Regions from separate parts of the Mus musculus genome. Here regions 2, 3 and 4 are each linked to region 1. Evidence: chromatin contacts called from public HiChIP or PLAC-seq and promoter capture Hi-C data. All regions are on one chromosome and are shown on one strand. The core of a region is the stretch at or near the end of the contact, and the rest is flanking DNA. Distances in the headings are between cores, read along the strand shown. Region 1 holds the start of Txnrd3 (thioredoxin reductase 3). Region 2 has its middle 28 kb from the start of Gm1965. Region 3 has its middle 15 kb from the start of Gm36735. Region 4 has its middle 14 kb from the start of 4930512J16Rik.

Region 1 (5,109 bases), core at 1,813-4,312:
GAGAGAGAGTAAGAAATGTGAGGCCTTAAAGAGAGTGAGGAGGGGGCCAAGCAGCTCTTTTTATAGTGGGCTGGGCTATTTTGTAACTGTGGGGGTGGAGTCTAGCCAGAATGCCAGGAGCTTGGGATATTGTCTGTGTGACTAATAGTCACACACCTCTCCTGTGGGGGCTGTGGGGGCAGTAACTTGGACAGGAGCCAGGGGTCCAGGAGACATGATCGAACACCTTCCGTTCCATGTAGGTGAAAATCATCACCCATCGGGTCCCCTGGGGTTCTAGATCTTTGCTCGACTGGAGACCAGGCTGTCTGTGCGCAGCTCACTGCCCCAAAAGAGAAGCTTTTTCTTGTAGTGGATAGTAATTAACACAGCAACCCACACAACAGGGCAATGTGCAGAGAGAGAGAGAGACATTGGAGCACTCAGTTCTAAATGGGATGGCTTCAGCAAACCCCTCCCTATGAGGTTCTATGCAGAAGAGAAGGCAGAAGATTGTCGGAGACAGAGGTGAAGGACAATTCCAAGAAAACATCGTCTTCTAGGCACAAGACTGATGCACATATGAGCTCAGAGACTATGACACCATGCACAAGGCCTGCAACAGGTTCCAACAGATCCCAGGGTCTTAAGCTGTGGGTCATGACCTCAAGTGACATGACACAAAATGTGGGGTGTATGACAATTTTGACAGCAGTAAAAGGTTTCTGAAGGGGGCTGGAAAGATGCTGAGCAGCGAAGAGCACTCACTGTTCTTATAGAGAACCTGGGTTTGGTTCGCAGCATGCACATGGTAGCTTCCAAGTATCTGCAATTCCAGTTCCAGGAGGTCTGACACCACGGCTGACATCTATGGGTCCTTGTATACATGTGGCATACATACATGTACTCCACACATTCGAGAGCTACCCTCCTACATTTTCTGAGGTTTGTGAAAGCCCAACAACCAATTCAAAATCAAAACACAATGAATCAAAGGTGATTCTGCCAGTTAGGCCTTGCCAGTGTTGTTACCTGACTTCAGTGAGACAGCCTCGGTTTCAAACACAATGCATGCGCGCCTGTTGCCCTGTGCATGCCATCAAACCTGCACACAGCCCACAAACACTGCCTGAAACACCATGCCTTAGAATGGAAGACGGCAATACTGTGCAAGGCAGTGTTCTTAAGTCTACAGCAGATTTTTCTGTTGCTATAAAAACGAATGATTTAATTACAGAAAACAAAGAATTTTAATATTTTCCTCCCAGCGTTCCTCAGCATGTAAGGAACAAATTAGTATATATTTAGATTTGTATTGTGTTAGAATGTTTGATTTCAAAAATTGCTATTTGAGCTGCATACTTAAGTTTCATAAAAAAAAAATGTTAAATGAGTGTTGGCTTGGGATTAGAGCAGAACTTCCAACCATTTCTAAGATAGCTCTAAACACTCTTTGTATTTATGCAAAGCAACACTCTCGGTATTGACAATTATAAAATTAAAATATTGATCAATTATGAAAAACAGTGACAATGTTCTACCTTCTATGGTATTGAATTTTCAGCCAAGATTTGTTTTATGTAAAAACAAACAACCCTATCCATCCATCTCATTAGAATGTAAATTTGCTCTCATCTTTAATAAAGGGTGAAATTATAAAGGTACCTAAGATTTTCCTAAAAATTAAATTCATTATGATTTATTACCAGTAAATGTTTGTGAATCTGTTGAATGTACTTTTGAGATCATGTGAAATCATTCAGGTTAAAAAGGGTTGCAAGTGAAAAAGATTTGAGTTTTAGTAGGGTCTTCTAGGGTTCAAGGGTTGGTGATAACAAGTCTGGCTCAAATGTTTGAAGCAGCCCTGGTTGAGCCTGCCCTTCAGACAGGCACCAGATACACTGGCCATGCAGTTTTCCTCAAGGCCTCTGTGGAGTGGGCGTTCCAGACCACAGGTGCTAAGGATAGTCCAGCTAACTGACTAACAGTGGCCACTAATTAGAGTCCGTGCCTCTGCTCATTTACAGGAAGCTGAACTTCAGAAGGGCTGCTTACAGCAATAACTTTAAAACGTGAGCCCAGGGAGAGGGCTCAGTTGATAAAATGTTTGCATACCGCCTGTTCTTATTTGACCTTCTTTCCAAATGGTTCCTGTGTTGGGGATGGCTTGAGAATCCATTGTGCCCTAGTTATTTCCTGTTGCTGTGATAACAACACTAACCAAAAACAACTTAGAGGAAGAAAGGGTTTATTTGGGAAAAGTCCCAAGTCACACTCCATTATTGGGGGAAGTCAGAAAACCCAAGAAGGAGCAGAAGCTGACTGCTGCTCGTGGGCTTGCTCTCGATAGCTCACTCAGCATGCTCTCTTACCACCTAGGACCACCTGCCCAAGGGTGGCACCCCCTCCCCAGTGGGCCTGATGCCACCACATTTATCATTAATCAGAAAATATTCCACAGGCTTGCCTACAGGCCAATCTGAAGGAAGCATTTCCTCAGTTGAGTCTCTTTCCAGGTGACTCTAGTATGCTCCAAGTTGACAAAAACTAAGCAGTACACTGTCACAGTGAATTGCTGAGGGTGTGTGTGGGTTGAGGGGTTGGGGAGGTAGTAACCTAGGAACCTCATATTGAAACTGAATTGCAATAGTAATTTTTATTCAGCTTCAGTAGTGCAAATTAAAAAAGAATCAGTATTTCCTAGACAAGGTTTTTGTCACATTTTCTGAAATAAAGTGGAGACATCTACCCTTCCTGAAAAGCACCTATTTTGAGATTGGTGGAGAATCAGGAGCGGAAGGAACTGTAGAGAGGCCTCTGGGTGTCAAAAACTGTGGTAAAACGATAATGAAAACAGTAATTACAAGAAGAGCAGAGCATACAAGCTTGATTCCGCACCTTTGAAAATGGCAAGTGACTGCCACTGTGCCACTGGGTGGTAGACAGAGTAGTTTGCAGGCTCACCAGGCTGAGCTAAGGGGGCGTAGCTTAGCCCTGTGGAGGCCTGGAGGTGGGGCAAAGTTTTCCCGGGGGCGTGGCCGGTCGGTAGGCGGGCCCTCTCCGTGGGTCGCGCGGTCGGGGGCGTGGCCCCGTAGCTGTCCGGTGCGCCCGCGGCCAGTGCGTAGCGTTCTCAAGTTCTCAGCGGCTTTGCCGGCGTCGTCCCCTAGGCGGCCGCCCGCGTCCCGGTTCCTCAGCAGGCCCGGCTCGGCCCGGAGCGACAACAAAGCCCTGGAGAAGCCACCGTCCCCGCCGCCGCCTCCTCGGGCGCAGACCTCGCCCGGGCTGGGGAAGGTTGGAGTCCTCCCCAACCGCCGCCTGGGTGCTGTCCGTGGCGGCCTCATGTCGTCGCCACCCGGCCGCCGCGCCCGCCTGGCCTCCCCTGGGACCAGCCGCCCGTCTTCTGAGGCCCGCGAGGAGCTGCGGCGCCGCCTGCGGGACCTCATCGAGGGCAACAGGGTGATGATCTTCAGCAAGAGTTACTGTCCACACAGCACGCGGGTAGGCGGGGCCGGCCGTAGCAGAGCTCTGGGGCGTGGCCTGATGGGCAGGGTCTAAGCAATCCCGGTGGGAGGAGGGAAGTGAAGGTGAAGCCAGGACAGGGTGGGCCGGGCGGGGAGGAGCGTCGATAAAGAGGCTGGGTAAGTTTGTGAGCCGGATCTGGGGACTGATCAGAGGTCTGAGCAGTGAGCCGGGCGAACCCCGGGCTCAGTAGTTAGCGCCTGGTGGGCGGGGTCTGAGCAAGGTTGGTGGGTGGGGCGAAGCGGAGGTCTGTGGAGGGTGCTTGATGGGCGTAACCGGAATAGGGTCTGGGCGGGGCTCATTGGGCGGATTGGAACCGTGGAAGGGGGTCCTGGTGGGAGGGGCTAATAGGGAGGGTCTGAGTGGAACTCTGTGGGTGGGACCTAGTGTATGGGGGGTGGGGGGTAAGGGAGGGTTTGGGTGGAACTTAGTGGGCGGGCGGTCCTGCGCTGACATATGGGAGGTGGGCGGGGCCTGAAGGTGGACGGAGTAGGGCTTTTGTAGCACTTTCCCAGGTTTCATTGCCTACCTTCTCTGACTCACTACGGGGTCCCGGGAGGTTGCCATCTAGGGAAACATTTGCTTTCCAGCCTGATAATGGGCTTTAGTTAAAAAAAAAAAAAAAAGAACAACCAAAAAATATTTAAAATTGTTGTCTTATTAAAATAGGATTGCGTGGCTAGCTGAAGCTGGATCTAGATCCCATTTGTTAACTAGCATGTTTGGCTCCTTGACCAGGTTTCAGAACTAGCAGGGAGCTTGTAAGATGAAGGTAGAGGAGGTTTTAAGAACCATGGAAGTCGTGGCTAGTTTAAGCTCTGTTGCACACTCTGTAATTTGGGGCTGGGTGGGCATTCGACATTGTTTTCATATTATGAGATAAAAATATTCTTATTGAAATCTTTGGAAGGAAGATGCAAGATGGGGCTGTTCAATATCTTGATGTTTACTTAACATTATGAGAAAGTTGAAACAATAAAGGCCAGGTGTGTAACTTAGTGGGAGCAAGGCCCTGGCTTCCATTTCTAGCACAATTTAAATGAAAAAAAAAATAGATGCTTGGGCAGAAGGATCATGTATTCAAGGCCAGCCTGGGCTCCTATTAAGAGTGCTACCACAAGAAACGGGATGAAATGGTGCCAGCTCCAGGACCAACGTTCCATCCCCAGAACTCGTATTAAAACAGATGGCATAGTGGAGTGCACTTTACCTCAGTGTAAGACAGTGTAAGTCCAGGCTACACAGCCTGTAAGCGTCAGGCCAGTAAGAGGAGTTACTGGAAAGAAGGTAGACAGACAAATCTTTCGAGAATGATAGCTGAGGTTGACCTCTGGCCTCTGTAGCTGCAAGTGCACCTGCATGCAAAGATACACACAGACACAGTCACACATACATTAAAAATATGCATTCATTTTAAAAACTAATAAAATGTGGATGGCAGCGTGGAGACTACAGGCTGCTTCCTCCCTCCCCCCAGGGTTAGCCACATTCCTTATTCACCTGGGAGAGGTACCTGATGCTGCTCTTCACTAACAGAGCTCTGTTCTTTTGGCCTGCATGGGCCTTATGTGAGTCGACTCACATGTTTTACAGCTGTTTCCTCTGCAGTTT
Region 2 (5,109 bases), core at 1,897-4,396, 470 kb before region 1:
CTCCATGCACTCTATTTATACTCCCAAGAAGAAGGTGAGTTGAGCAGGAACTTCCATCATGCCATGCACTATTATCTTAAACTATCTTGGAGCACTGTGTTAGTGTAACTTTAATTTTTTCAATGATGGTTCTTAAACATGTTAAGAACCCTTTAAGCTCACCAGCCTCCAGAGGTAATGGAAAGGAAAGGATATGGGGAAGTACACCTATTTTAGAAAGTTTCTTTGGAGCAACTCTTGTCTGTGTTGTCTGGAAATCAGCAGTTCAGTTCACAGGTCAACAGTGGCAGCTTGACCCACTCACAAACACTTCATGGATATACCAGCAGTCCAGTTTGCAAGTGTTGGCATAGCAAACATGAATCAAAAGCTGTGGGCACAATCATCAGGAGGGACCAAGGGGAATGCCAGGAGTTCTTAGCTGTGCCTTTCTCAGGCAATCAAAGATCAGCAAAGAGGAGAGACCAACAAGCATTGTACAGCTAGTTCTATAAGAAAGCCTAGCTCAGCTGCCTCATAGTCAATGGAATCTTTTTGTACTTCCTCCAAACATCATGTGTCCTCCACATGCCTTGCCTCAGCACGGGAGTCTGTCTCAGCTGGCATCACTCTGCCAATCAGCCCAATTCCAAGGAAGCAGAAAGAAACTGCAGCACAACACCAAAAATGTTTGGTGCATTTTTCTCTATGGAGTCCCAACAAATGGAGCTCAACTATACAGCATAAGGCAGACCAATACATGCTGTTAGCAAAGAATCTATAATGTGTCCTTTCACTTGCTTGCTTTAGCAGAACATCCATTCCTTGTGTATGCTTCAGTGAAGCGTTCCTTCACAAGTCTGCCTTAGCCTTTCATATCTGTGTCCATTTCGGGAAAATACTCCTTCATGTGTTTGCCCCAGCAAAATACCATCCAAACACAACTGACTTTCCAAAGACACCAGAAGTTTCCACTTAAGTGTTAGGGTTTATTTTGCTGTGATAAAACAACATGAGAAGGAAAGGGTTTATTTCACCTTAAAACTCTCAGGTTACACTCCATCACTGAAGGAAGTCAGAGCAGGAACCGAAGGCAGGAACCTGAAAGCAAGAACTGAAGCAGAGGCCTGGCTGGCTCATCATGGCTTGTTCAGTTTGCTTTCTTCTACCAGGAGGACCAGCAGTCCAGAGGAGACGCAACTCATAGTGGACTGGGCTATCACACACCAATCATCAGCTAAGAAAGTGCATCACAGGCTTGCCTACAGGCCAATCTGATGGGAACATCTTTTCAATTGAACTTTCTTCATCTAAAATGACACTAGCAGGTATCAAATTGACTTAAATTTAGCCAGCACAGCATTTGAGGTAGTTTGGATGATAATGATCCACAGGCTTCAGATGATTAGATACTTGGTCACCAGTTGTTGGTGCTCATGGGAAAGTGTAAGAGGAATGTACCCTTGATCAAGGAAAGATGTCACAGAGGAAGAGCATTGAGGGTAGAAAGCCTCATTCCAATCCCAGTTCACTGTCTCTGCTACCTGATAGCAGTTTGAAATGTGAACTCCCAGCTTCCTGCCCCAGCCAAATCTTCCAATTTTCCCATTACAAATCATTATCTCTCAGAAATTGGACACCATCATTAACTTCTTCCTTCTGTGTTGCCTTGGTGATGAGATGTTCTCAGAGAATTACTAAAGAAACTAATACAGGTATAAGTGAAGCAATACTTGAATATTTTGGATGAGCATTTTCAACTAAGAATCTCCAAATAACTGAAAAACACAGTCAAAGCCTAGAAACCAAGCATGACTGATCTTAAAAGTCTATGCAACATTGCTCATGTCTGAGCAATAAACATAGTAATTACAGAAGCACCCAAGGAAAAGTCCACAAACTACTAAGAGAGGGCAAGAAGAAGAAATTAAAGGAGAACATAGGGAACATTAAAGCAAAGTCCTCTAAGGCAAGCATAGGGAAACACAGAAAGTTAGGTCTGTCAGTACAAGACTACCTTGCTCTACACAGTAAGTTAAAAGACAGCCAGGTCTATGAAGACAGAATCTTTATCAAAACAAACAAGTGAGCAGCCATACAAACATCACAAGATAGATTGGTGTATTCCAGCACTCTCCCTCCCACTGGCTCTGCGACTGGGGCTTCTTCATTCATCTCTGAAGGGAACAGGCTGTCTGAATTGGGAGTCTGAGAGCATTTTCCATTCTGGTCACCCATCATGACGGCCCTTAGGGGCTCCAACCTGTCTATGAAGAAGAGAGAAAGATGATTGTAAGAGCTTGAAGAAGAGGCCAAGACCAAGAAGCTGTTCTGAGATGAAAAACTGAAGAGGAGACCAGAGTCAGGGGCAGAGCCTGTGGGTGTGGGACTGGGTCACTGCAGGGGCCAATGCCCAAAGCAGCCAGGAAGCCACACCTGTCTGGGCACCTAAACACAACCTCTGAGGCAGGAGGACCCCAAGTTCATCATCTACCTGACCTATAGGACAAGCTCCAGGCCTAGATCCCAGGCCAGCCTGCCTGCTTCTGAGAGACCCTTTCTTACAACACAAAGTCATAGGATCAAAGGAGCTGAGGGCTCAGGGTCTGCCAAGGGCCTCCAGTGGGCGAGAGCCAGGGATCCATCCTGAGAACCACAGGGGTAAAGCACAATCCTCCAGGTGCCATTCCTTTTACAATCCCCCCATGTCATCCACCAGAAACCCCAGTGGGAACCTCGCTGCTACGCATGAGCTTCGAGAGGACCTAGATCATTCATTCCCCCAGCCCCAGCACGGCACTATACTCAGAGTTCTAGTCAATAGGATGGGAAGACAGGGCTCTTCAACTCAGCACAACCAAAACCTGCCCTAGAAGGAGCCTACCTCCACAGGCTGAGAAAGAACCTTCCTAGATTACCAAACAGGCTGTGTGTCTTGTGTGACTCATTTTCCTGGATTGGCCTTCCTCACAACATGCTGATGAGAAAACTTCTCTAAAGTCTCTGGACTGTTCTTTGAGAGGGCTTGCCCTGACTCCTACCTTGAACTAGAAGCTGTGTCTACCGCAGTCTGCAAACAAAAGGCTGCTGTGTGCCCTTTTATAGCCTCAAGATGCATGGTGGGTATGGCCTGGGACACCAAGAGTCAATCACTCAATGGAGATGGTTACACCTGAGTTGTACCTGCTAGGCTGCTTGGCTAGCTTAGGTCAAAAGGCCAAAGGTAGCAGGCAGAGGACAGAAGCTTCCATCGTCCCTGTACTTACACAGCCTTACATATAGATTACATGTAGGCTTGCTGGGATCTCTGATGTGAGTTTTGAAAAAGTGTAAAATGTTGAGACACCAAACATGTTTCAGGTGAATCCTAAAAAAAAAAAAAAAAGTATGTAAGGCAGGACAGGGTGGGTAAGGACTTTAATCCCAGCAGATGGATCTTTAGTCCAAACTCAGTCTGATTGCCAAAGTGAATTCCAGGAAAGCCGTGGCTATGTAGAAACACTCTGTTTCAAAACAAACAGACAATAAATCAAACCTGCAAGGTGCATTTAAATGGTGTTGTGTGACCCGTCTTGTTGACTTGGGCTTCCTAACACTATGCTGGTGATGTTTCTACACCAAAGTCTGGTTCTGTTTTTCAGGAGGTGTTGCCTTGAACCTACCTAGATCTAGAAGTTGTGTCTATGGCTGTCTGCCACAAGAAGACTGCTGTGGCCACTGGTATAGTCTCAAGGTGAGTGGTGGATATGGCCTGGACACCAAGACTCAATCGTTCAATGGACATGGTTATACAGGAGTTGAAGGCCTAGCTCTGCTTAGCTTATCCCACAAGACACTGGCACTTTTAGTCAAGGCTAAAGAAGGAGAAAGAGGTAAAAGTGTTCCTACCTGAAACTGAGTGACCCTGTGAGGCCTTCAGGAGAGGCACTTTGGGTGCTTCTCTGTGCATATGTGTGTACACAGATTTATTCTTTCCTTCAAATGACTCAATGGCTGGGGTGCTACAAATCCAAGATGGGCTGCCTCAGATTGCAAGAATTGAGCATTTGGTAGCTGTTTAGCCTGCAAAGCTGGAGGTCTCCGCTGAGATTCACTATACACCTGCATGCTGCTGCCTCCTCCTGTGCCCCCAAATAGGCTCCAATCCCAGAGAAGGAGAGGACTGGGTCATGAGGCCAAAGGACACAGAATAGGGAAGAATCTTCCATTTTCCATGCTCTTACATGGACGACATGTAGATTAGAGGTAGGTTGTTGAATCTCCAAAAGGACATTTGAAAAAGTGCAAAACATTGAGACACCAAATATGTTTCAGGCGAATCAAAAAAAAAAAAAAAAAAAAAAAACAAACAAACAAAAACCCTAAAAAATAAAACAAAACAAAAACCAATCAATATATAAAGTATGGTGTGGTGGCTCAGGCCCTTAATCCCTGCACTGGGGAGAGAGGCAGATGGATCTCTGAGTTCAAGCTTAACATGATTGCAAGAGTGAATTACAGGAGAGCCAGGACTATGTAGAGACACTATGTCTCAAACAAGCAGGTAAAAAACAATCACATGAGTGAGAAGTCATTTAAAGCACATGAAAAAGAGTGATGGTTCCTGCAGCCTCCCTCCCTCCAGCCTCCTTTCTTCTTTCTACGCCAATGCTAATTCCCTGTATAAAGAAATGAGACAAGAACCAGAAAGTAGAGAACACTTTATTGCATAATGCAGCAGGGTGATTCCAGGAGTGACAGTGGTCTGTGCTAAGGGGGAAGGACACATTATAGGGCATTGGGAGGGTGGTCTCACATCATTTGAAAGGCTAGAACTGACATCTGAGGGCAGGGCAGGACAGGGCAGAAATAGAGGATGGGGGTAGGTGATGGGGTCCTTTCTTAGAGGCAACAATAGAGAGTCCTGTCACCACCTTGGCACAGTGGAATGCCCTGGGGGAAAAAACTTTAAGAATTGGGAGGCAGCACCCAGGGGACAGTTCCTGACAATCTGGGAACCAAGGGAGAATACATCAGAGTCCACAGTACTGGGAAAGTCTCTCAAGCTACACTTCTTGCTCTTTGTCTTCTGGAGGTCCGATTCTGGCTGAGAGTTGTTCTGAGGCAGGTTGTAAATTTTATGCTGGAGGG
Region 3 (5,109 bases), core at 789-3,288, 390 kb before region 1:
CGTCTGGCAGAGTACACAGCACACTCTACATAGTATGGAGAGGTTTTCAGGGCCAGAGGGGTGAGCAGAGAGTACACAGGGATGGAGCCCCACCCCTGCTTAGCCAGCATCCCCTCACCCCTCTCTAATCAGCCACTAGAAATATCTCATGTCCTCTGAATGGTAGGCTCTTTCCAGGTCCATGGGTGGTATCCTGACCCCCCCCCCACCCCAAAGCTAGCCTTGCCCTGGATGGGAAAAACCTAGCATCTAGAAGAAAATAGATGCTCACAGGGACTGTGCATGTCCTTGTGTGCCAGGCGCACCTATGAGCATGAGCAGGTAAGCTCCTGTTGTGTATGCCCACTACCTGTGCTACAAACTGATACAAAGGAGCTCAAGACTGCTGCAGACATCTCCTGTCACTCACAGTGTCTGTTCTACTAGGTGAGACCTCACCCCACACTCTCAACAGTTGGAAGAGCTGAAAGTGATCTGCCTGTACACAGCAAGAGGCAGGCAGTGGCCTTGGTGGAGACCTGAGAAGCCTGTGTCTGGGACATCTGAAAGCCAGAGTGCTGCACAGGACAACGGACAGAGCATCAGGGATGTGAGCTGTGTGGGGGCTGCCATAATTAAGGCCAACAGGAAACAGGCACACCGAGCAAGCGTTACCCAGCAGAGGATGATGCGACCCCCAGAAGTCTTCCCAGGGGCCTGGTACTAGAAAGCGAACCCCATCATACAGAACCAGAGGGGCCCTGAGATCCTCTGCTGGTACTGGAAAAGGCCAGCGTGAAAAGGAGCCCTAACTTCCTTTTTCCAGCAGAATCAGCTGACCTGTGACATAAACATAATGAATCAGCAAGTTTCTATCATGTAACACACCGTCTAGAAGCTTAAGGCTCAAAAGAACCAAGCTCTGGGCATCTGGGTACAGACCTAACCCAGCTCTACCAGGCTCTCCCATACCTTGATTAATAGATGGGGCCATTGCTCACGCCCAGGCTCCCTAGCTGAGCCTCAGCTTCTCATCCTCCTACAATGGTTGGCTGGCTCACTCCATGGCAGCCTCTGCAGACAGCAAGTTCTTATGCATGTTTCCCAGTGCCCCTTGGCTAAACCAAGTCATAAGGCCGGGCCTATTCCAAATGTGAGTAAGTAATAAACCCCTTCTGGAAAAGAAGGACCGCAGAGGCCTGTGATGAAAGTTAAGCCCAGGGAGAAGTAGAGGAAATACGTGGATGGACAGTTTTACAGGTCAGTCCTCTGGAGGATGTGTAGCCATCCCCAGTGGCTACCACGCAAACTCAACAGGGCTACACCGGTATGGTGTGCAGGCAGAAGCCAGCCTGGGTGTAGCCTACTGCAGGAAGTCAGGAAACTGTGGCTCACGTAATGACATCCTGTCTAAGTACCAATTCCACCCAGCACAGGCTTGCCACTTGCCAGTGTGGCTCCTGTTCCCAGTGGTTCCAGAGAAGTTGGCCATCTATGACTTCACATGAAGTCTCTGGAGTGTTGAACGTTATCCACTAATTAAAACTCTTCCAGTGCTCCTGACAGCATCTGCGCTTTGGAATGCTGTATAATGATGATACCACATGCCACAAGGGATGTGTCAACCCTGAAGGGACATGCAGCTCCATGAAGTCCTTGTGTGGCTACAGAACCTTTGGCCAGGGGCAAGCAGGGGGGCTGGGTCCAGACCCTGAATTCCCTGGAGGCTGGTTTAGGAGCAGGATATTGGGCTGGGGGGGGGGGGCGGCGGTGCTTGAATAGCAGAACTGCAGACACTGGAGTCAGGGTGAGGAGGCTGGGAATGCCACAGGCAGGCTGCTGGCTTGAGATAGGCTCCTCTCTCATCTTGCTGCTGTTCACCTAGGTGGACATAGACTTCTGTGCTCAAGAAAGCCAGACCTGACTGGGCTTCCAGGTCAGCCTTGGCTGATTAGTGTTGGGAGCCCAGGAAGGCACCGTAGTCTTTCTACAGTAGCTGTAGCTGTTGTTCTGCAGTGTCTGCAACAACGAGAAGAGCTGGGCTGGAGCTGGGGCAGGCGGGGCAGGGCTGTGGCAGATGACTTAAGGCCTGGTGACCTGATTAGTTTTGTTATTTTGACTCAGCTAGAGTTATCTGGAAAGAGGAACCACAACTGAGAAGATGCTTGCTGTAAGATTAGCCTGTGGGCAAGTCTGTGAGGCATTTTCTAAATGGTTAATGTACAAGGGCCCAGTTTACTATGAGTGGTGGCACCCCTGGGCAGGTAGTCCTGGGAGGTCGAAGAAATGTACCTGGATGTCAGCCTGAGGAGTAAGTCAGCAAGCAGTGTTCCTCCACAGCCTCTTCAGCTCCTGCCCCTGGGTTCCTGCCTTGGATACTGGCTCTGCCTTCAATTCATGGTCGACTGCTAGTTATAAACTGAAGTAAATTAAAGTTTGCTTTCTATTACTGCTCTAAAACACCATGACCGAAGGTAACTTGGGAACTCCCCCAAGGTTGGGTTAGGGTTAAGAATCAGGGAGACTAAAGTTAAACACCATGAAAGACCACAAGTCTCTAGAAACCTGCACCCTGGAGTTCCACCTACCAGGGACTCCAAGGATAAGACTGAGCCTACGGTGGCTCTGTCTCCAGCTCATAGGGGAAGCAGATAGTCTACGGAAGGCCTGGTTTCTCCATTTGTGTGACTGTGTGTATTGAGGCCCCGGCCCGGATCCCAGGCCAGGGGTTCTGAGACAGACACTGCTCATCTTCTGGGTGGGGTACTACTCATGTGCTCCCCAGAGCTTGGCCTCATTCAGATCCTCACACAGAGTGGAGTCCATCTGGATGGCTGGAGTACTACGCTGGCCACAGGATATCATGGCAATGGGAACCTGGAAGAGAGGCCTGGGGTAGAGCGGCGGTGCTGTTATAAGAGGTTCAGAGCTTACTAAAGGGACCCAGAAAGCCAGGGATGCAGCATGCTGGAATCAAGCTGCCCACTTCTGCAAAAGCAGCTGTCTAGGTGTCCAGCATCCAGCATTAGGGCCTGCTCTTATCTAAGATGAGCTACCCTACCTGGACAGGTCTGAGTTCCATCGCCATCCAACCTGCCTTCTGTCAGGGTTAGTACATGGCAGGGCTGCTCCTGAGTCCCCCAGGGATGGCTAAGCTATACCAGAATCCCCTCTAGAGAGGAGAAAGGAGGAGCAGATGGCTAGCTGGGACTGGGGTTCCTGGGAGCTCCTAGGGAAACTGACACAGCGTGGAGGAGAAAATGACAGAGTGGAAATTAGGTCAAACTCTGAAGGAGGAGAGAAGAGCTGGCGTGATGGCAGAGAGGGGCCCAAGAGGGCCAGCGCTGCCACACGGAGAAAGGGGTGACGGGAAAACTTTCTCCAATTATGTGCAGGAGAGCCAGCGTGTGTCAGCCAGGCTGCCTTATGATAGCAAATGACTGGGAGAAGCAGGCGCTTAATGGGTTTTTCACTGCCATCAGTTAACCCGAGCAAGTGGCCCTGGTGACAGCATGGGACAGAGGAGGGTGCTGGGCTCAAGAGCTCTTGGGCTGGCTGATTTCCAGTCTGGGCTTGGCCACAGGATTTCCGTGACGGTGACAGGAGGATGTACGGGACCAAGGGTGTGCTTACTCCTCAGACCTGCCTCAGACCACATGTTCTGCTTTACCTGGCCTGGCTGGGACCCAGGGCTCACTAGCAAGAGCCACACACACTCCCCTCTAAGGGGATACTGTGATGAGGCCAAGCAGCGCAGTTGAGACGGAGCTTGTACACACGCCTGGGGCAGCTACGCATAGATGCACAAACATGACTATTCTAATGCCCACCGAGTCTCTCATACACTAACACATACACAGATACCTAGACCCACTGGAGCATGCAGGCACACAGCAGGACACAGACCCACACACATACTCACTCATGGGCACAGGCATGCTTATAGACATCCATGGAAATCCAGACCCAAAGGTAACAGATAACCAGATAACAGACATCCAACATACCTCCTCACAAAGCACCCAGGCACATAGAGAGAGTCTCTGAAAGAGACATAGGCAGATAAGGATACCCCCCCCTCCACACACACATATACGTATTCATAGGCACCCAAGGACACAGGCGTGGACACAAATGACACCCCAGACACTCCCAAAAGCTCATGATCATACACATAAAGAGTGACCAGAACTTTCTTCAGAACACATACTCACGTAGTCACACAACGCTCACAAACACAGCCCAAGTGAAACACAGCATTCCTCACGGTCAAATCCCTCTTCCTCATAGTCAAGAGTCAGGCCCTGACATCAGAGCTCTGTAGTGTGTACACATGGTCCTTTTGCCTGGTTCAGCCTCCTATTGCACCCCTTTCCTACCTCCAGGCTTTCTACATCCAATCCCCACCCCCACTAAAGGGAAACAACCTGGAGCCTAGGCCAATCTCATACCTAAGGGACAGCCGCATCCTCCTCCCGGCACTGCTGAGCTCCCGCTGACTTCTGCCTCACGTTCACTTGATCAGCCAGTGATGCCTGCAGTCTAGGGTGAGGCCAGACTGTAGCCACTTGAGCTACACAGGTAAGAAGCTCACTAGCCCTACAGCCCATCACACTGGGACCAGAAAGCAGTGGGAGCCAGATGAAGGAACTGAATTCCAGGAGAGGAGACCTGGAGAGGGCAGGGGAGGCACCTGGGGTGTGCACAGCCAGGGCAAAGAGATGCAAGAGGGCTTCCATGCACCCTGCAAGGGAGGGGGCGTGCCAACTATAAGACCAGTAAGACAAAGAGGGCATCAGCCTAGGCTGGACAGGCCCTGCTGAGGGTCTGCCATTGAATGAGACATTCACAACTGGGCAGCAGGTGGGAGACGTAGGCATGGTTCAGAAGAGAGTCACCAGGTTCTTCCAGAGGATTTTCATGAGAAGATGAGGGGAAAGGGAGCAAAGCTGACCATGACTGAAGTCTGAGGCAGTGAGCCTGCAGGAAGTGCTGGGGGGGAGGCAAGGCTAGAGTTCTGTTTGTCTGGTCTGCCTATGGTCCTTACAGATGTCCATATCCCAATCCCCCAGACATGTTGCAAGTCAAAAAAAAAAAAAAAGCGGGGGGAGGTTCCATATGGTTACTAAA
Region 4 (5,109 bases), core at 1,838-4,337, 340 kb before region 1:
AACCTGCTGGTGGAGCCTTCACATATCCTCGCTCCCAAGGCCTTACTCCCTTCAGTAGAATCAGGACATCACATGGTCTTCCTGCCCCACAGCCACCGATCTGTTGAGGCCCACTAAAGAGATTACAGCATGCCTTCTACAGACACCCAGGGCCTCGAGGCCAGCACCACTAATCCCGACAAAGGATAACAGCCCCTAATTAATTCTTCGAATCTGATGGTGGTGTAAACGCCAGCCAGGCTGCCCGCCTTAATGAGTTTAATCGACTGGACTTGATGATTTTATTTGAAACCTAGGGCCGCAAATTAAGCTCTTAAAAATGTACTTGAACTTGATTGGCAACTGTAATCCCAACAAAGTCAGTTTAATCCCTGGGCTGCTTGGGCAAGAAAAGTCTGCGTGGTGCTCTGGGCTCCAAAGCACCCACGGGAGCCCCTCCTTCCTTGGTGCAACTGGCTGCCCTTGGCCTCAGCCCTAATTTACCCTATTGGCCACGTGGTGAATGACCCTGAACCCTTCATCAGTTCCTCTTACAGCTCCAAATGCCAAATGCCGTAGCTCTGTCTGCAGTCCCCTTCTCACCCACTGTGCCCTCCAGGGCAGAGGCCACTCTTGAAATCTGCTGACTAGGCATTGAGATGGCCAGTTTGACCGCACTGCCCCACACGTGAGCTCTGTGGCCTCATGCCCATCTGGGGTGGTGGACAGAAAAACTGGCTTCAGGATCTCCCTCACTTATACCCACAAGGTTCCTGGAAAGTTCTGCCTACCTAGGACCCTTCCTCCCAGCCGGCCTTTCCTCACACAGCTTCTGCACACGGTAAGCCTGCTCCTAAGCTTTGGAAGGTCTAGTGCAGAACCGCACTACCCAGTCAGGCTCAGCCCAGCCCAGCCCAACCCACAGCATCTGTCCAGTTTAGTAGTCTTTGAGAGTAGTGCTGGGACCATTGTTTTTGGAGGTGCCTGATTCATACTGCCACTTCTGTCCTCCCACCTCTATGACCCACCTCTCCACACAGCTGTGCTATGCCCCTCCTTTGGTCTTCAAGGCCTCAACATGTTTGGCAGTACCCAGTCTTAGCAATCAACTTTCTAAGACTAGTCCCTGAGCACAGCCTGGCCATACCACCCTGCACCTACTCTGGTCAGTTGTCCTGTCCTCAGCCTTTGCCCAGGTGTCCCTTCCTCCGGATCTGTGAGAGATGCCTGAGCAACCCAGAGGGCACAGGACCCTATACTTATACTATACTTCCTTCTCCACAGACAGACAGGCAGACACATACACACACACACACACATATACACGCACGCACACACATGCACAACACATTATCACTCACATGCACACACATTCACACATACACATCTACTCAGACACATAAACACATGCACATGCATGAACACAAACACATAAATACTCATATGCACACACATGCACATACATGCATATGCATGTTTGCAAGCTCCTGTGCTCTAGTCACAGAACAACCTGCCCAAAGAAGGCAACCTCTTTATGCTTCTTTGAATGGTTTTCCTTACCAAATTGGGCAGGCTCTTTCTGTTGGCAAGACCTAAAGCTGTACCCTGCTCACTGCAGGCACACTTTGAGGAATAGCTGATATCTTCAAATCAGCTCAGACAAGGGAATGAGGTCTCTGTCCGCACAGTGGGGACACAGGTGTGTTCCCTACATACCACCTATTCTAAAGCCACCTAAGGGCATGATTTTGGTTCTTTAATATCCACCAAGTGCCAGGGTAAGGAGTAAATGGAACCATGGCAGTTACAGGCCTGGGACCCTGAATGTCCTGTCCCCTGTGCCTCCTGCACCGGGTACCCACATTGCCATTTACATTGCCCATGGACCCAGAAAGCTGGTACAGCATATTTTCTGCCCCCTTCCCCACTGCAATGTACACACTAGGCTCTCCACCCGGCCCCACCCCTGCAACATCCTGGGCAGTCCGGCTTGATCAACAGCAGGATGCCTGGACTCCACCACTGCCACCCCCACCCCCACCCCCGGCTTCCTCATGCCTGTGACCAGAGGCCAGTGTTTTGATGAAATTTTCAGAAGCTATGCATCTTTCAGGAGCAGGGAGGTGGAGAGTCAGTGTGGAGGTGGGGAGTGGGGGACGGAGGTGGCGTAGTGGTAGGGGTGGGGGTCGGCATGGAGAATGGTGCTCCCTGGATATTTTCTCTTTGAGGAAGTTTGAGCCCAGTATCTGGCACAAGCCAAGGCAGTGATGTTGGCTGTCATTCGGCCCTGGTCTAGACAAGGCCTCTCGTGTCCTTGTCTTGCACTGAACGGCACAGGAGAGGAGCAGCTTCTAGCTACCGTCTGCTGGGCTCATCCAAATCCCAACCTAAGTTTCTGAATTTTAGATGCTAATGGAAGACAGAAGGTGGGAAATTAAGGGGCCTGAGGAATGGAAGAAGTCCCTCATCCTGGGGCCCAGGTTGCCTTCCTGCTGACTGAGCACTCGGAAGCTTCAACAGAACCGATAAAATCAAATTGCCCACAGAGATAATGCCTGCTTTCCTCAGAGACAACTCTCACAAGGCTGTGGAAAACAGTACGTTCTGCTTGTATGGGGACAGAAAGTCTGTCACCTGGAGTTTGACGCTGAGTGTTTCTCTCATCTAAAGCAAAACGGGGCTCTCTGGTAATTTTACTCCTTCAGGAAAGAGAAAAGTGAGCCAGTGCCTATCTCTATGCTTAGATTTAAACACTGTTAATCTTTAAGCCTTACTGTAAAGCACACCCTTTGGGTGAGTGACTTGGTAAACCCCAGGATCAAATGAAACCATTCTAAATTCTCCTAAGAGTGCCTTACAGCCTTGCTTGGGTGTAGCCTGTCTTTTTCCCATGTGTCCCTCCAAACACTGCTCTGCTGCCTGAAGTGTGTCCTCTTGTCATCTTCTTTTCTGCTTAGAAACTCACCAACTCTCTTCACTCTGGCTTATCTCCAAATTACTTTTTTGCTTGGGTGTAGTCAAGGACCTGACTTCACCTGAGTGGATGTCGCTAGGATCCGAGGGAACTGAAACTGCTCACATCCCTGCTGGGCTGTGGACGCTGGCACATCAGCAGACTCATAGTCAGCCAGTTCTAAGAACTCATTGCGGTACAGGATGCAGGCCACAGGGTCCAGCTGCCCAGAAGGGTCGGTTCTGGCAGGAAGTTTTCCTCTTCACAGGAAGGAGGAACTCTGTGGCTTTCTAGCTTGTTACCTCGGCTTTGTCTTATTGACTGGTGCACCATCGATCTCTCTCGTAGTCTCCCCGCAGCTGACCGTGGTCTGCTCTCCTTCCCCAGGCCAGGCGGCTTAGCCTGGAACAGGCTGGGTTGCCTCTGTGTTTTTCTCTCCATTTTGCAAACGCATTTTTACTCGTAGCATCTCAGCCCTTGACCCTCATTTTCCATCTCCAGTTTCATCTCCTTAAGCAGTCTTTTCCTTAATCCCTGCTCCTTTGCAGCCTTCCATGGGACGCCACTGGCTGCATGGTTTCTATCTCTCCATCTTCAACATTACCTTCTTACCTTTTCCCATTCTCTACATGTGAAAACTCTCCCCTTTCTTAAAATCTCGAATCTCTTCTTTCTAAATCCATGTCAGACATGATGGTGTCTATTCCTAGGTCTTGCTGAATTCTTAACTTTTGTCTCTCTGGGACCCTTCATGTCACTGGCTCCATCCGTGGCTGCTCTTCACAGTGGGAGGATCAAGGGAAGTTGAAAGTTGATGGTGGCCCTGGATGGCCCACAGCTTTAAGGACTGTTCAAGGAGCTTCACTGGGACGCTCCTGCTGAGTGGTTCGTGGTACCTCGGGATCACCGTGCCACAGTGTGTGGGAGTTGTCCTTGGCCTAAGGCCCACCCAGTCTCTCCTCCTACAGTTCAGCAGCCACCACGGGCAGAAGACTGGTTTGCTGAGCCTCTGACACTACAGAAGGTGTCTTGAGTCCCAGGGGACCCCCACCTACCACCACCCAGGCTCTGGCCTCCATGGAGGTCTTCCTCCAAAGCCTGAGAGCAGAATTTACTCCACATGAAAGAGCTCTGAGCTCCACTTTCAAAGTATTTGGGAAAATAAAATAGAAAGATAGGGGACCCTAATTCCATTCCCGACAAAGAAGGGCTGTATGAAAGCCCCAGATGAAGCCAGCCATCTGCTGTGCTGTGAGGACGTGGCCAGAACGTGGCAATTGGGCAAGTTGCACAATAGTGTTTGCGTAGTCGTAGTTCAAATCTCAAGTGTCTCCCCCAAAAGCTCATGTAGTTCAAATCTCAAGTGTCTCTCCCAAAAGTTCATCAGTGGAACACTTGTTCCCTAACTGGTGGAGTTGCTTGGGGAGGTTGAAGAGACATTAGGAAGTGGGTCAGTAGGGCTAGGTCTTTGGTTGTCATAGCCATCCTCCTGGTTGTATCCTCTCTGTTTCCTGGTCCTGTGTGTAAACAGCCTCTGCCACACCCTTGGTCATCCACACACAGCCACTCCTCCCTGCCCTCCCTGCTGTAAGCGAGTGAAACTGAGATCAAGTAAACCTTCCCCCCTTCAGATGCTCCTGTCAGACATTTTCTCACGACAACACAGTAACTAATGCACAGAGCCCAGCCTGTTTCTAATGCACATAGGGATGCAGTTCTCTTTCTTCTCATGTTTTTCTTTCCTTTCTTAAGGAGAAAATGGTGTGTGAGTGTTTGTGGAGGAGTGTGTGTGGAGGTGTAGACCTGTGTGTATATAAGTATGTGTATGGCGTGTCTATGAGGAGGCGTGTCTGGAGGAAGGGTGTGTTTGTGTATGGTGTGTGTGTAGTGGTGTGAATGTGTGGGTGTGTATGTAGAGGGGTGTATGTGAGGGTGTCTTAATTAGAGTGTCTTACTAAGTTCTATTACTGCAATAAAACCTCATGACCAAAAAGCAAGTTGGGGAGGAAATGGTTTATTTGGCTTACACTTCCACAATGTAGTCTATCACTGAAGGAACTCAAGCAGGAACTTAAACAGGAGAGCAACCTGAAGGCAGGAACTAATGCAGAGGCCTAAGATGGATGCTGCTTACCATAAAACCATCCAGCTCAGGGGGTATATATGGGAATGTGTAT

Evidence for each region. Promoter capture Hi-C pulls out the DNA fragments that hold promoters and counts their contacts. HiChIP or PLAC-seq counts read pairs in DNA pulled down with a chosen protein or histone mark.
Region 2: a contact with region 1 is called in a promoter capture Hi-C map of liver, with 2.2 times the contacts expected there. The contact joins the enhancer-like site here to the promoter of Txnrd3 in region 1. A contact is called at or near these places in 12 of 39 promoter capture datasets (the 3T3-L1 cell line, 3T3-L1-derived adipocytes, the C10 cell line and 8 more) and 3 of 115 datasets of contacts at active chromatin or transcription factors (the 230-238 cell line and large pre-B cells).
Region 3: an H3K4me3 HiChIP or PLAC-seq map of the 230-238 cell line shows a contact between it and region 1, with 11 read pairs. The contact joins the enhancer-like site here to the promoter of Txnrd3 in region 1. A contact is called at or near these places in 8 of 39 promoter capture datasets (the 3T3-L1 cell line, the C10 cell line, the HPC-7 cell line and 4 more), 1 of 15 datasets of contacts at CTCF or cohesin (large pre-B cells), 7 of 484 Hi-C or Micro-C datasets (the HL-1 cell line, LSK cells, the N1E-115 cell line and 3 more), 9 of 115 datasets of contacts at active chromatin or transcription factors (the 230-238 cell line, bone marrow-derived dendritic cells, bone marrow-derived macrophages and 5 more) and 2 of 9 other capture datasets (adipose tissue and embryonic tail).
Region 4: an H3K4me3 HiChIP or PLAC-seq map of the 230-238 cell line shows a contact between it and region 1, with 12 read pairs. The contact joins the enhancer-like site here to the promoter of Txnrd3 in region 1. A contact is called at or near these places in 7 of 39 promoter capture datasets (the 3T3-L1 cell line, the C10 cell line, the SN4741 cell line and 3 more), 1 of 15 datasets of contacts at CTCF or cohesin (large pre-B cells), 3 of 484 Hi-C or Micro-C datasets (the G1E-ER4 cell line, embryonic stem cells and pro-B cells) and 4 of 115 datasets of contacts at active chromatin or transcription factors (the 230-238 cell line, bone marrow-derived macrophages, large pre-B cells and 1 more).

What each region holds. Positions count from the first base shown.
Region 1 is chr6:89,640,926-89,646,034 of GRCm38.p6, forward strand. Txnrd3 (thioredoxin reductase 3) reads left to right here and starts at 3,063. Exons shown (of 16, transcript NM_001178058.1): 1 at 3,063-3,477. The coding sequence starts at 3,208.
Region 2 is chr6:89,166,270-89,171,378 of GRCm38.p6, forward strand. No RefSeq gene overlaps it. Among named protein-coding and RNA genes, the nearest start is that of Gm1965, 28 kb to the left of the region's middle. Within about 2 kb of position 3,147, at least 3 of the 459 cell types and tissues checked have an H3K27ac peak or open chromatin away from gene starts, as enhancers often do. A contact at or near this core is called in liver, where this site is marked.
Region 3 is chr6:89,256,268-89,261,376 of GRCm38.p6, forward strand. No RefSeq gene overlaps it. Among named protein-coding and RNA genes, the nearest start is that of Gm36735, 15 kb to the right of the region's middle. Within about 2 kb of position 2,039, at least 80 of the 459 cell types and tissues checked have an H3K27ac peak or open chromatin away from gene starts, as enhancers often do. A contact at or near this core is called in the 230-238 cell line, the HPC-7 cell line, the N1E-115 cell line and 4 more, where this site is marked.
Region 4 is chr6:89,296,929-89,302,037 of GRCm38.p6, forward strand. No RefSeq gene overlaps it. Among named protein-coding and RNA genes, the nearest start is that of 4930512J16Rik, 14 kb to the left of the region's middle. Within about 2 kb of position 3,088, at least 10 of the 459 cell types and tissues checked have an H3K27ac peak or open chromatin away from gene starts, as enhancers often do. A contact at or near this core is called in the 230-238 cell line and pro-B cells, where this site is marked.